2 separate regions of the Gossypium hirsutum genome follow, and region 1 is linked to region 2. The links are chromatin contacts, called in public Hi-C maps. All regions are on one chromosome and are shown on one strand. Each heading gives the region's core, a stretch centred on a gene start, on an enhancer-like site or on the middle of the called end of the contact. The rest is flanking DNA. Distances are from core to core; before and after follow the strand shown. Region 1 has its middle 18 kb from the start of LOC107950316. Region 2 holds the start of LOC107950314 (enoyl-[acyl-carrier-protein] reductase, mitochondrial).

Region 1 (7,279 bases), core at 4,235-6,734, 39 kb before region 2:
TTTTTATATAAAAATTTTAAAAAATATAATACACTAAAAATATTAAAATAAAAGTTTTCCAACAAATTGAAAATAAATTAAAAATACTTAAATAACATTAAAATAAGTGCACCTTAACAAACAAATGTCTCAAAAATAGTAGCAAAATTAACAATAGAACAAGTGTTATACAATATCCAAACATTAACAACAAAATAGTAGTAACATAATAGTGAAATGATAACAAAAAACACAATAAAGAGTGAGAAAATAACAGCAAAAACAGGAGAGTTCTTTTATTGAAATTTTGGGCCAGGATGAATTCGGGTCAAGAAATCTTACTTGAGGTTTGACCCGTTTTCCAAACGGACATTATTTTTTTTCCTAAATCTATTTTTCAAACCTGTATTTTTACTCAAATCCTACCTTTCGAATCACTCTATCCATTTACAACTCAGCTATCTTAAATATTAAAATATTTAAATTCAACTTTAGATATAGATTAAATTTTCAAAGCTGGAATCAATAATGATGAATTATGGAATTTATCATTGGCGTTGACGTGGTTCTTTTCAAACCAATCAAAATTTGAGGCATACCTATGGGGTTTCAAGGTGACAATGCCAGCTTTCCTACTTGTAAACTCACAGTATGATGACGAAAAGAATAAGTAAATAAACTTGATAGCCTATCAATGATAGGGTTTTTATTTTATTTTATATCGTTGGATTGGGTCGTATCATGGGCAATATAAAAAAAAGTGCAAAATTATGATTTTCATCCTTGTATTCTATTAAATTTGAGTATTTAATATTTTTATTTTAGTTTTACATTATTTAATATGTTTACTATTAGTCAAAACCATTAACATCCTTAATCATTTCATTAATCGACCTATGTGGAGCTTTTTAAAAAAAAATAAAAACATAAAATGGGAACCCAAAATTTCTGATATCAAAAGGGTAAAGTTATGGATTCAAGGATTGTTATTTTCCAAATAATAAAATTTTTTATTGCACAGCATTAATTATGATAACAAAAATTAAGTTATGTCAAATTAAAATATAAATACTAAATTTTTATAATATAAGAACAAAAATTATAATTTAATTAAAAAAATTATAAACCCTTCGAGTTGAGATAGTAACAAGGTTTCACTCTCCTCAGCTCCGACACAAATATTACAACTCCTGTCTCACCCTACCCCAAACCAGACTTTCAGAAAAAGGGAAATTAGCAAAAATATCAAATAAAAACTAATCGAAAATTTCAGTTATTTTGCATCCTAAATATGTGACATCCCAATCCAAGGCCAAGCCAAAAGATTATTGCTATTATAAAACAATTGGGAAGCAAAGCAAAAGGGAACACTTTTTGCTACGATTGGCTATTAATGTACTTTTTCAGTTTTTTGAGTGTGGATGGGGATGTGTGGCTGTCCCCTCGATCAACATTTTTAGTTGCCATTTTTGTACAATCTCACACTTTATTGGACTACAATTCTTCAGCATTAAATTGGTTAGCTTTACGAGGAATAATAACCTACACTTACTTTTATTACAATTTGGTGGGGATGTGTGGGTCCAAAATTCCTTCTCATTATGAATAAAACCAAGCTTTAGAACTTTATAGAAAAAAAAAGGACTTTCCTGTTTCAGGTTTTGTACCAAAAGAATCAAATTTTACCTGATGGAATCTGCTTTCTAATCTACATGAAATGAAAAAAGAAAAGTTTTAAACGCACCGAACAAGTTCCTGATGATATGCCTTTATGCACCACATAAGAATATATGAAAGTTGTGGTCCTACATGCCTTAATGCTAGACAGAGAGAATATACTCTTTTTAGTTCACGGACCAAGTCAGAAACTACCATGTCTTAATGTATATTGAATCAATATTTAAATTATTATTGTAATCGCCGTCGTTGTGGTACAATTGAACTTACGACCGACTATGTTGAGGGGTGTTGATGGTGTTACTGGTTGAGGCAGCAAAACATAGACTGTGGACTGCTGTTGTGTTTTGAGGTTTGGATGGAAGAATGGCAGTGGCGGTTGAAGGAGGGGTAGCTGAGAATGAGAATCTTGATGATGCTGCATGAGAGAACAGTGGCATTAGTGTAGTACTGACCTGACCGTGCATTTGCCACGGCCAATCAGGGACACGTTGTGGAGGATCGAATTCAACCGGTTTCACCATTGTTCTTTCCTGGAAAAAACAAATCAAAATTGCGTTATCATCTTGTCCATTTTTTGCTTCTTTTAGTAGGTGGCATCTGGCATGTTAACATCTTGCTCATAAAAAAAAACACGATATTATTGAGATTATGATGTGTGTGTATATATATATGGATCCTGAAAATATAGCTAATGACATATTATATGAGCATGTTTTCCATTAATAAATATTCCAATCTACGACTAAAACCCTTCAAACTTTCAAGTCCTAATAGAGAATATTAAACACCGTTCATTGCACATGAAAATAAGTTCACATCAGCAGCAAAGTTATGGCAGAATCAACTCAACTATAACAACATGGGTTGATTTACCAAGTAATAGGAAATTATCGCGGTGAGGACGTGAGCAGTTTTTTTTTTGGTGTAAAGTCCTAATGATGAAAGGATTGAACAATGTTTAATGATTTAGAAGCTAAGCGATGAGGTGTACCTCACTAGGAAAGAATCTCGGATATGCACTATTCCAGAAAATAGGCTGATCTGAAGTCCCCGCTAACCCTTGGAAAGATGGAACACTAAATGTTGCAGCTGCAGGGTTCTCTGCCTGCAGAAGTAAATCATAGAGAACATGATCAATACCTTTATCGAGTTAAACTAAGTCAAGATGTTCAATTGTCATCCAAACATGCCACATATGGTGCTTCAAGATCAGCTAAGGCTAACAGATTAACACCACCTCTTCCTAATGCTCATGCAGGACATCAATATTCAATAGTACGTTGAAGAACAAGATTACCAATGTGATGAAACATACAAGTAAATTCAAAATAATTCGATTCAAAAGTTACCCTTAAACTCTTTCCGTTATTCATTTGGAGATGCCTCGCATTTTCCTTTTCCTTGGGACCATTGCTAACAGGCAGAGATATCCCCAGGTTCAGATCAAGGTTGTGACTATTGCCTGCATAAAGAGAGTTCAAAAAGACAAGTTAGCAGGAGCTGTTATCACAGAAGTTTCTTTGTAAAGTAACCCTGATTTCAAGATTATTTTCAACATCACGGACTGAATAAGTGATGGTAGCAAATAATACCTTTGTTCCTGGTATCAAAGACCATCTCCCCTTCATATGTACTCAGCTCAAAGTTAGTGACTGCCTCCCGTCCATTACTTTTGATAGCTGCCTTGTCATAAGCCCTGATTTCCAGAAAAAATCAAAAGGTAGACAAGTGTTGGATAGAACCCTATTGAGGTTGAGAATTCAGGGTAATAAATTCAGTATCAGGTAGAGTAATTCATGATCACTAGGACCTTGCTGCTTCTACTTTACTGTCGAATAGCCCAAGATAAATATACCTGCACGCAAGCATCGTAATCCCCACCATGAAACACCATCCCCAATTATTTTTCCTCTTTGAAATAGGCATCTTACAATTTTTTTTTTCTTTTTCCCATCCAAGGAGAAAAAACCAAACAACAATCCCACTGAGAATCCGTTCAAGAAAAACCGATTCTCAGTTCAACACCAAGAGGCACTCAAATCATTTTACATCCATACTCCTAAATGACAGCATGTTGACTGCAAAAATTTAAATTTCCTTAAACAAGTATCTCACCTTTTGCCTAGGAACAAGTATCTCACCTTTTGCCTAGGAACCGCCCCATCCGTGCTTCCCTCCTGCCGCATTTGTGCAACGTTACTCCTAGATATTTCGAGCTTCCCTCGAAAACCAGTACTCTGCCGAAAACCAGTACTCTGCCGACGAAGAACGTGCACGAATTCTTCCTTACTTAGATCCTTCGTCTGCACATTAACATAAGAACAAAGATTAACCATCAATTCAAACATTTATACTGTGAATGAGTTGTATCAATCAATATTTACCACAACAGTATCCAGAATCAAACCTGTTTCATATCATCCTCATAATCACAGAGACTGAAATTGATATCAGCATCAACACCTCGAAATTTAATAGCCGCTCGATCATAGGCTCTATAATTCAATATACCCAGAAATTAGAAAATTCTAAAATTAAATTAAGCTCAATACAACTTCAGCCAAAAAAAATTCAAAACAAATTATTTTTCCAGTAAACTACCTGGCAGCAGCATGAGCAGTGTCAAATCCACCTAAAAAATTAAAATCAAAGAGAGAGAAGAAAATGATCAAAGAAAAACATACCAAAAATAGAAAACAAACAAATAAATTTCCTTATTAACAAAGTTGCCAACATCAAAACAGAACTAATTAATCACATTCCATACCCAAATATACTTGTTTCCCGCAATCCCTGAAACAATAATAATAGCAAAAATAAATAAAATCGAACAAATAATTCGAAAGAAAACATACGAAATTTCAGTTAAAATTACTTAACCGATCAAGTCAAAATTCAGTTACACCCCCAATAAGGAATTTCCCATAAAAACTGATGGAATTTTTTTAAAACGAAGAAAAAATTATACCAGATATGAGATTCCCATCGTCCAGTTCTTCTGTAGAAAGTAACTCCTCGATACTGCGAGCTTCTAGAGCGAGGTCCACGACGGCTTTTCTTCACCGTCTGTAAAGGTGGTTGTTGTTGCATCACTCGCGGCTCAGCAGCAGCCTCTTTTCTCTCGAATGAAAGATCGATCCATTTGCTCTTGTTGCTACTGTTTCCCGAGCTTTGACCTTCAGAGCTTCCGAAATCCGCTCCGATTCCCTTCACCGGAAACAGTTCCCTGGTAACCACTAATGCCGCCTCGTGGTTTCGGCTCTCCCTTCCGACCTTGAGTATGTCGAAACTCAGAGTGAACGCCTCCCCGCTGGCGCGTGTCGAGCACGACTCGCCGTCTTCGTTGACGATTGACGAATTCGAGGTCCCGGATTCGTCCATTTGGTTCCTTGAACCTTCGTTGATGAGCTCATCAGTAAAAGGTGCCACCGAGTCCAATCCCTGAGTCGACTCAGGTGACGCGACATTGAGATTAAGATCTAGCATTTCGTATTACGACTCAGCTTTGACTCCGAACCCCTTTTAAGAAATTGTATAAAAAAAATATATTGATAATTGATATCAACTTCTCGCTGTGACCTTCAAAAACAAAATCGTAGGTCAATATTCAGACGAAATCGTTGAAAAGCAAAGGAAGCTTAAAATGAAGGTTGGCATTATAGAATTACCCAGCGATCAGTTCACAAAGAGGAAGAGATGATCGCCGATTAGTTGATTTCCATTAACAAAGAAAGAGAGAAAAAGGAAGGAGATGGGACGTGTGAGAGAAACATACTACAAAGACAGAGACTCCATTTTTGTGAAGCTCAGTTAGAATATCATTATATAAACATCGTTCTCTCTTTTGGATATCGGTTTCGCCGGTTGCCTGTTCTTTTCTTGTTGTCCACACAAAAGATCTTTTATTTATAAAAGTATTATCTTAAGAGGTTGATTTTTTAAAATAATATTTATTTTTTTGTGTTACTGTTTTGGGTTAATTACATTAGATATCTCTAAAATTGGTCAAATTCTAATTTAGTTCTTAAAAAGTTTAAAACATTTTAATTGAATCCTTATCCTTCTGTTATCTATCTCATTTACTTTTCCCGTTAATGACACTTATCACCTTAATTACAACACTTACTTGTTTTTTCATACTTCTTTTTATTTTTTATAAATAAATACCAATAAACAGTAACTTGTGTTATAATTAAAATATTTTTAGATTTATAATTATTTATAATAGGGTTAAAATGTAAATTTACCACCATATTATTGGTGAATATTGAAATCTTCAACTATACTTTATTTTATTTTGATTAATATTTACCATTATATTTTTAGAATATTGTTAAATTTTTATCACTAATTTTATTGAAATTTTCATTAATTTTATTTTTAATTAAATTTACCTTTGATGATTTAAAAATAAAATTTAACAAAGAAGAATATTTTTTGAAATGCTTTATTTTAGTAGTTAAAAATAAGTTAATTTATAAAAAACAGTTTACTTTTTATAAATAATTGTTTTTATTAGTTTTTAATATTATATTAATTTTAAGCATTAAACTAAAATATTAATTTTTTATTAAAATTTGTTAAACTAAAATTGAGTAGTAAAATTCAAACAAAATTAAATTTTAGTGACAAAATTCATGATAAAGTGGTAAATTTATCTTTAACTAAAAAATTAATTTGCACATTAACACTTTATAATATTATTTAACTCTATTAAATTTATAAAAATACAAAATTAACCCAATGTTTTTTAGCACGTTAGTCCATTATTATTGTATTCAAATATTTTATTAATTTGATGTCACTCAGAATCGGGTCATCAATTCAGTTTTGAATTTACTCAAAACTCTTATTTTTAATGTCTCGAGTGTAATTTTATCTTTCCATATAAAATTTTAAAAAATAATTGCACATAATAAATTTCGAATCCAAAATAATATGATTTTTAAAATTTTTAAGTAAAGAAAATTATTATTATATAATTTTTTAATTACTTTAATCTATTACATGCATTTTTCACATAATTATTGATGCCACAAAATCTAATATTATAAAATATGTTTTATATGGTAATATTCATAATCTCAGGACGTTGATATTAAAATCAAATCACCGTCCCTTTCATATAAAAAGTCCTTCCCCATTTGACCCACCTATCAGGTCTTTTAATCTAACGGTTAGGATTTTTTGTCATACTCACTTTAGTAAGCTAATCCAACGTTCAGGGATCATCCATTTATTATTGGGGCTTTTGTATTTCTCTCAATGATTTGACTAATTAATTATCTAAATTCCAAATGTCCACTATTTAAATTTCTTAAATAAAACAAGTTTTTTTCATATATATTTTTAATCTAATTTTATAGTTTCTTAATAAATTATATATTATTTTGATAAAAAATTAATTATATATTATTCTTACATGCAAACATATCTCAATTACATTCATATAAATATATCTATATGTAAATATAAGTTTTAAAATTATTAATTAAATGTAATAATTTAATTTAATAATTTTTTTAACATTAATCACATTATAGATTCTTATCATATCTGTTTTTTTTATACAATACCTAGAACTATTCATAGTCTCCCCAACCCTTAAATAGGAGGATAA
Region 2 (7,498 bases), core at 3,054-5,553:
GCCAATCCATAACATTCCAAACACGGTATACCAACACCTCAGAAAGCATGACACTTGACAATATCTCGAGCAAGACCACTGTATAACCTCCCTCTCGACCGTGGTGGACAATTCTTAAACCTCCACCCCTCGAAGACACTCCTTGGACAATCCCTCAAGGATAACCTCTCAAGCAAACTCCTTGTAGTCACTTCTAGACTTTACACTCATGTAGACCGCACTTCTGACACCAACTACTGTGTCTCATATGAAGTGATGACAAGGTCTCAATTGTCACCCTGCCCAGACCTATGGAGGCAAACCATTGGCCAACTTGCCATTGACTCACCTATTGAAAGATGACACGTGACACCTTGAGATTATAACTAAAGGTATATAAACCCTTAGCTCCAACCACAGGAGGGATCTCTCTCTCTCCCTCCCTCCCTCATTTTCAATACTCAACTCAACCACCACCGTGACCCAAACACCCTCTGCGACGACTCTCCACCTTGACCAAAGCGAGGTGAGCCACTCAATACCACTGTCATCTCCGCCTCATCTAATCTCAGCATCAATAACAAATTTCATATTTTTTAATACTAACTAATTTGAATATCATTTAAATACATATTTTCTATTTTATGTTTAAAATATACATTTTATCTTCTCAAAAATACTTTTTGAAAACAATACTAAATTGACTTTTCAAAAGCTTTTTTTCTACTGCACTTTTCAACCTCAATGATAAACAGATCATGGTTAAAAGGAAAAGAATCAGAACATGAAAAGTTGACACGAATACCTTAAAAATCTATTTGATACTAATTATTATTCTTGGCAACTTCTAGTCATTTAGATTCTATCACTGATTGTAAACGGACAGCCTTATAAAGAGATACATACAATCCATTCATCAGCGCCTTCAGAATTGATGAACAAGGACGTAAAGATTAGAATTTGATAACTTGTTTTGGTTGACTCCCATGTTTCCCAAGTGCCTTCTCCAATGCACTGTGAAATTTGTCAAATGGAACCAACTCCATCCTACAAACAAAGGGCGCAAAAATGGGTTGCATTCAAGACACAAGGTCTAGTTATGGTTTTAGTCCCTCCCTTATTCTGAAATTTGGGATTTAATTCCTCTTCTTTAATCTAGCATAATTTGGTCCTTCACTTTTATAATGTTATTAGTTGGTTCAAACTAACAACAATGTTAGTTGCTGCCACTGAAGTTATAATGTGGAATTTTCTTAAACAACTTTAAACTTTTAGCTAACACGTAAATTGATTACTGATTTAAGTGGCCGAATAACAATAAAGAAGAATTCCATATTAGTGCTTCAATGGTAGCAACTAACGGTGTGTTTATCAATTTGAATATACTAATAATATTATAAAAGTAGACAAACCACTTATGCCAAATCAGAGGTATTAAATCCCAAATTTCAGCATAGCAGAGGGATTAAAACCATCATTAGACCATAAATGAATAACTAATGGTAAGTGAGATTGTGTATAAGAAGATCATACGTACTCGTATTTTAACTTCCTCTCTTGTGCCAGGCGTAGAAGGTAATCCACCATATCTCGGCACTCTTTCGCTTTATCAGCACTTAACCATTTCTGTAGCCAGAATCCTCTTAAAGAAAGATCCTGCAAACAGATAGAAGGATGTGCGTTCTTTCAGATTTGGGAAGCCACTTTTATTTATTCCAAGTGAATGTGCAGTACTTGGATTGATGATAACTAACAGCAGCACAACGCTAAGCAACAAAATATATAGAAGGGGTAATCCTTGATTACCTTGAAAATGAACGAGGAAGTTGATACGGTGACAGGCTTCTTGGACATTCCACCATATGTTACCATGGTTCCTCCCTGCCTGAAATTTGCATTCAAGGAAACTTAGATTCTTACTGCAAGAGAAATGTCCAATGTCATACTTTATGCAGCGAGGTTATCTGACCTTAAGAACTTGAGAACCAAAGAAGCGGCATGTCCACCGACGCAGTTCAATCCCAGGGCAGGTTCAGGTATATTTGACTACCATGACAGTAACAAATCAAATGGAAACAATGAGTGACTTTTAATAACATGAAATCCATATGACGAAGACCGAAGATCTCCCCACAATAACTATACTATAATGATAGATAATACCAAAAGGCTCTTAACATTCTTCACTTCTAGTTGGCTCTCGGTAAACACTTCATCAGCCCCAAGAGCTTTTAACCTTTCTTTTACTTCATCCGATCCAGCCCTAAAGCAAGTAAAAGGACGGTAAATGAAGATGCACTGGAAAAAAATGCATGCATCAAGTTAAGGAACCCTAATAGATAAGAATGTCAATCAGTAAAATAGTTTAACTCAAAAATATTTGCAGTCAACGACAGCAACCTCCTAATTAACAATATATCCCAAACTGGTGACACCATCTAGGTTAAAAAAAAAGAAAGCAAGTGCAATGACAAGCACAGATACCTACAAGTCACAAGGAGCTAAGTACAGCACCTGTCCCGGATAATGTTAATGCTATGGATGCCACGATATCTTGCAAGCTGGATTACACATTGCCCCACAATGCAGGTAGCCCCATTTTGAACGATGGAATCTCCTGCCCATACCAGAATAATCAACAAGAGCATGTGATAGAGGCTTGAACATCATCAACAGCTGTACCTGCGCTTAAAGTAGTGAAGTCTTCGAGCATTCTTATAGCAGTCAAAGGATTAACAGTAACTGTTGCAGCATACTCAATTGGTGAATCTTTACTGATTTTATGCCATATGTCGTGGTCTTTGACAACATAAGTCTGCCATGTTCCTGCCAATAATTTTTAGTTGATCTTAGCATTAAGACGAATGAAAGATCAGTCTAAACGCTCATTATTCTAGTTCACTATTTCACTGCAAGAAATCATATCTTAATGGTTTTAAGACATCTAAATGAGAAAATTAAAAGAAACTTCAACAAATTTTGTTAGGTTGATGATGAGATGTCGAAAATTTTTATATTTCAAAGGTTCCCTAGTCATTAATATGAAAAAGAATCTCAGCATCTTGCAAGTTTCAACTAATTATTTTACTACAATAGGTTCAATCACATCTCTGGCGTTAAATCTCTTACACTACTGAGTGCAATAAGACTAGCCATTCTTAAACTTTCCGACCCAATTTTCTTTTAACAGCAATCCATTTCACATTCCAACTTAAAGGTGATTTGAGATATAAATTTAGCACCTAAACTTGAAGATACATAACTAGAAAGATGTGTAGGATTATCGATATTTAAGCACTAGGCATTCGAAGTAAAACTACAATGGCAAAGCAAAAGGTGCAAAGAACAAACCAGAGGAGGGTGGAGATGGAATGACCAAATCGCCTGGGGAGAGACCCTTAACCGCAGAACCAACAGAATACACTTCTCCAACACCTTCATAGCCTCCAACTGCTGGCACCTGTGGCCTCACAGGATATACTCCTATACATTAGAAATAAACTTTTGTTTATTTACAAAATCCTTGAAACTCATTATTACTATTATTATTCAAAACTTATGTTTTTCGGGATCGACTATGATTTATGGATATGAGCATGTACCCGGTATAAGCATGGTTAAATTTTTTTTTTCCCCAAAGTTCGTATCCCTATATCTATGAAGAGTCCGAGTAACATAGTATACAACTACCAAATTCTTCAACTAAACAAAGATCAAGACTTTTAAATCAAATGAAGTAAAACCCAACGTGGAAAAGAAAACCCAGACCTTCAATACGGTTAATATCAGAGGGGTTAATGGGAGCAGCCAACATTTTAACACAAACTTGATTCTCCTGCCCTTCTACTGGGGGTAGCTCTATCATTCTATAAATACAAAAGTAAGCAATAAAAAAGAAAAATAATAATAATAGTAACGAAATTTGGATATCGGGGACCTGGTGACGGAGTCGGGTGGACCGTGGTGCTCGTAGACGACTGCCTTGGACGGCGGAGACATGACTGTCGACAATGCCCTCACGGTTTGGACCTTGGGCAAACCCCCGAAACGACTCCGGTTTAGACCCCATAAACTGGCGGTATTCACTGCTTTTAGCGCTATTGATCTCGCCACTACCATTTCTAAGCTAATTTTGCCTGGAAATGTTTGTTTTTGTGTATATCATCCAGAAGAGTCCACGCAAAGACCAAGGTTCCAGGCAGTTGAAAATGGGCTATGATTTGGGCAACCCATCTCAAATTCAGAAGGATTTGACCTTCATCCTGCTCTTAATTGGGTTAGGCTCAGTTGAACATAAAAATTTTGGCTGAGCAAGGAAAAATCAAGTTAGATGATAACTACGGTTAATATATAGCTATATACTGGTAACTTTGGTAACTAAATTTGAAAATGGTAAATAAATTTATAAAAATGTATTTTTGCCACTTATCAAAATTTGAGGTTATCGTGACAGTATGTCATTGATTGTTAGTGTCACATGAATTTATTTCAACAATATTAGTTAATTACTTAAAATAAAAAAAAAACCAAATTAAATTAATGTTTTCAAGTTTAAGTACGATTTAGATTAAAAAAAATATCAAATCTATTTTTTTCATACATATTAACCCTAATAATTAATTCAAGAAGCTAATTCAACTTAAATTAATAGGAAAAGTATACAGATAGTTTTCCAATTATAAAAAAATGTTTATTTTAGGCACTAAAAATAAAAAAAGTTTACAATTTAAGCAGTTACGTTATATAGTTCTATTATTTTGGTCACTTCTGTTAAAATTACAAATGACAAGTTGATGTATAATATTAGGACGCTCGACTTGACTTGCATTATGATTTCAAATTTTATCTAAATTCACTTATATTTTTAATACCATTAAAGTTTATTTAGAGTCTTTCATAATAATTTTTTTTAAAAAGAATAAAAATATATTATTTTATTTAACATTTACTGATTATATATACTATTAAAATTTTAAACGTATTCAATTTAAAAATTTCTAATACTTATAATAGTTATTATATGATTTAAATTACTCTTCCTTGTCACTTATGGTGCGCCTTTGAATGGACGTTTACTTTCATAATGCGTTTAATTTTTTTTTTGTCTCACGTTATAGTATTGTTACAATATATAATCTTACCATCAGCATTATTTTTACACTAATCACAATTAAATGCCTTAAACTATAGATCGGAGCTGCAAGATTTCCCGCCTAAAGTGGTTATAAGCTATAACTAAGCCAACTGATAGTACCCCCCCCCAAGTCTTGTATCTTCATCAGCCCCTCCAAACAAGAACACTTGGAACCTATGGTAGAGAAAAAATCAATCTTGAAAGATGATGAGACCAGGTCGTCGTTCAATGGCAATACCAACGGGCAACGCCGAGGAAAAGAACAAAGGGGTTTCTCGCTTTCGAATGTTTCCTTTGCCGGAGAAGTTGGTTCACGCTATCCCTCTCATCCTCTTCCTCTGCTTCTTCATTCTTTGGTTGCTGTCTCGTCCAGGTAATTCTTTCATTTGCATCAACCCTTTGTTCCCTTTCTTGTTTTTGCATTGATCTTTATACCATTGTTTGTATCTCACAGAATTTAGTCCTTGTTTTAATTTTTTTTTCGTTGATGGCTAATACTTGACGTCTCTTTGTTGCTGTAAGTCTAGTCTCCTTTGTTTGGATCTAAAGAAAATTTTACAACAAGGAAAGAAAATTCATTAAATTGCTTTATATCGTATGATCTTTCTTCTTCTTCTTGCTGTATGATCAATAAGTGCTGTTGATTTGTTTGAACTGAAATTAAACATTTTAGATAGCATCAAGAGAAAAATGCTTTAATCCATGTTGATGATGATGTTGAGTTTCTGCAATTTTTTCCCCCTTTGATGGCTAATACTTGAGGTATTTGCTTTTTATCTTATATAATTTCATCTTTGTTTTACTTTTTTTTTAATAACTCAGAATAAAAGAAAAATGGTCTTATGCTTCAAATGATCACCCTTCTTTTTGGTTACTTGTGTTTGCTTATGGGTTTTCTTCCTACATTTATAATTGGTTTAATAATAGTTTCAGTCCCTTTATTATGTCAGAATTTGAGATTGAATCCCTCTATTTTAATTTAGAATAATTTGATCCTATGCTTTTATAATGTTAGTTTCAAATCGATAATACCATTAAAGTGATGATATAAATGTTTTTAAAATTTGGATAAATTAATAAAAATATAAAAGTGGAGGAATCAAATTAAAATGATTAAAACTATATAACCAAAATTCCAATATTTATTATAAAAAACTTATTAAAGATATCTATTTTTTTTTTTTGGGTTTGAAAGCAGTGAATGTGGAGATGAAGGATGGCAAAATTGTTGCTATACATCATGTGGATATGCCATTGCCTCTCACTGATGTACCCATCATGCCATCAGATAGTGCATCATCACCAATTCCCTCAGTTCCACAGATTCTCACAGGGAATGAAATTGAAGCCATTGAAACAATCATTGCTTCTGAATGAGAAACAAACAGCTTATGAGACTGTACCTCTGCTGTCATTAAATGCATGTTTCAATAAAAAATTTTGGGTTAAATTTGATTTTACTTCTTTGAATTAATCAATGACTACATTATAAAATAAAAAGATTAATGAAATTACACCATTGAGATATAAGGAGTAGCTTTGACTCCCTCGTCTTTTAACACTACTTTAAATATTGGTAAAATTTCTATTAATATCTCCAAAACTTGTGTTTAGTATTTAGATGACATGAGTTCACATCTTATCATGTTATTTTCGTCTAACACATTTAAGTAGGGAAAAAGGATTAACATTAAAAACAAAAGTGACAAAAAGAGGAAAATTTGGTCTCTTTAGATCCGAACAATTCTCAGTCCAAGCCTGATTTCTATAACCATGCATTTCAACCCGAAACACATGGGGAACATAAACACAAAACACAACATCATTCACCAAACATCGTCATCATCCACAACAAACAAATGCAACAAAAAATCAATTATAGAAGACATAACAATAAACACTGTAAGAACAAATGATCACCACCCAGCAACGCACGGCGCCACAAAGTAGCTTTAGACGTTCAATCATTTATTTGTTCATCACCATGATTTTGCTTTACATCCTATACCCTAATCTCTTGTTGACCGACAATGACCGTAACAAAGGCTACCCCACCACCACCAATCTCTCCACCAAAGTCGAACCATCGTCGAACCATTCCTCCGTTACCGAATTATCTACGACGAAGAAGGTTGTCGAGAAGGAGCCATTAGAGAACACGAGGCCGCCACCGGCAGTAGAGATGATCGAGCAGCCCCCCGGGAACTACCACCGGTATGACACGCAGCTCAAGCACATCGCGTTCGGGATAGCGGCGTCGTCGAACCTATGGGAAACTCGAAAAGAGTACATCAAAGCATGGTGGAGGCCTCAAGAGACTAGGGGTGTAGTGTGGGTGGATAAGAATGTGAGGACAGGGAGGAATGAACCGTTGCCGGAGATTAG

Evidence for each region. A called contact is a pair of places that touch in the nucleus more often than the background predicts.
Region 1: a Hi-C map of leaf shows a contact between it and region 2, with 2.4 times the contacts expected there. The contact joins the enhancer-like site here to the promoter of LOC107950314 in region 2. A contact is called at or near these places in 15 of 34 Hi-C or Micro-C datasets (anther, callus, fibers and 3 more).

What each region holds. Positions count from the first base shown.
Region 1 is chrD03:48,751,881-48,759,159 of Gossypium_hirsutum_v2.1, reverse strand. It overlaps the pseudogene LOC121215563. Among protein-coding and RNA genes, the nearest start is that of LOC107950316, 18 kb to the left of the region's middle. Within about 2 kb of position 5,484, at least 7 of the 9 cell types and tissues checked have an H3K27ac peak or open chromatin away from gene starts, as enhancers often do. A contact at or near this core is called in fibers and leaf, where this site is marked.
Region 2 is chrD03:48,711,899-48,719,396 of Gossypium_hirsutum_v2.1, reverse strand. LOC107950314 (enoyl-[acyl-carrier-protein] reductase, mitochondrial) reads right to left here and starts at 4,303. Exons shown (of 10, transcript XM_016885133.2): 1 at 3,917-4,303; 2 at 3,748-3,845; 3 at 3,331-3,462; 4 at 2,662-2,805; 5 at 2,494-2,596; 6 at 2,143-2,242; 7 at 1,949-2,025; 8 at 1,786-1,864; 9 at 1,517-1,635; 10 at 772-1,026. The coding sequence starts at 4,098. The coding sequence ends at 933. LOC121215562 reads left to right here and starts at 5,148. Exons shown (of 2, transcript XM_041090350.1): 1 at 5,148-5,486; 2 at 6,312-6,568. The coding sequence starts at 5,318. The coding sequence ends at 6,490. LOC107950313 reads left to right here and starts at 6,908. Exons shown (of 3, transcript XM_016885131.2): 1 at 6,908-7,498. The coding sequence starts at 7,026.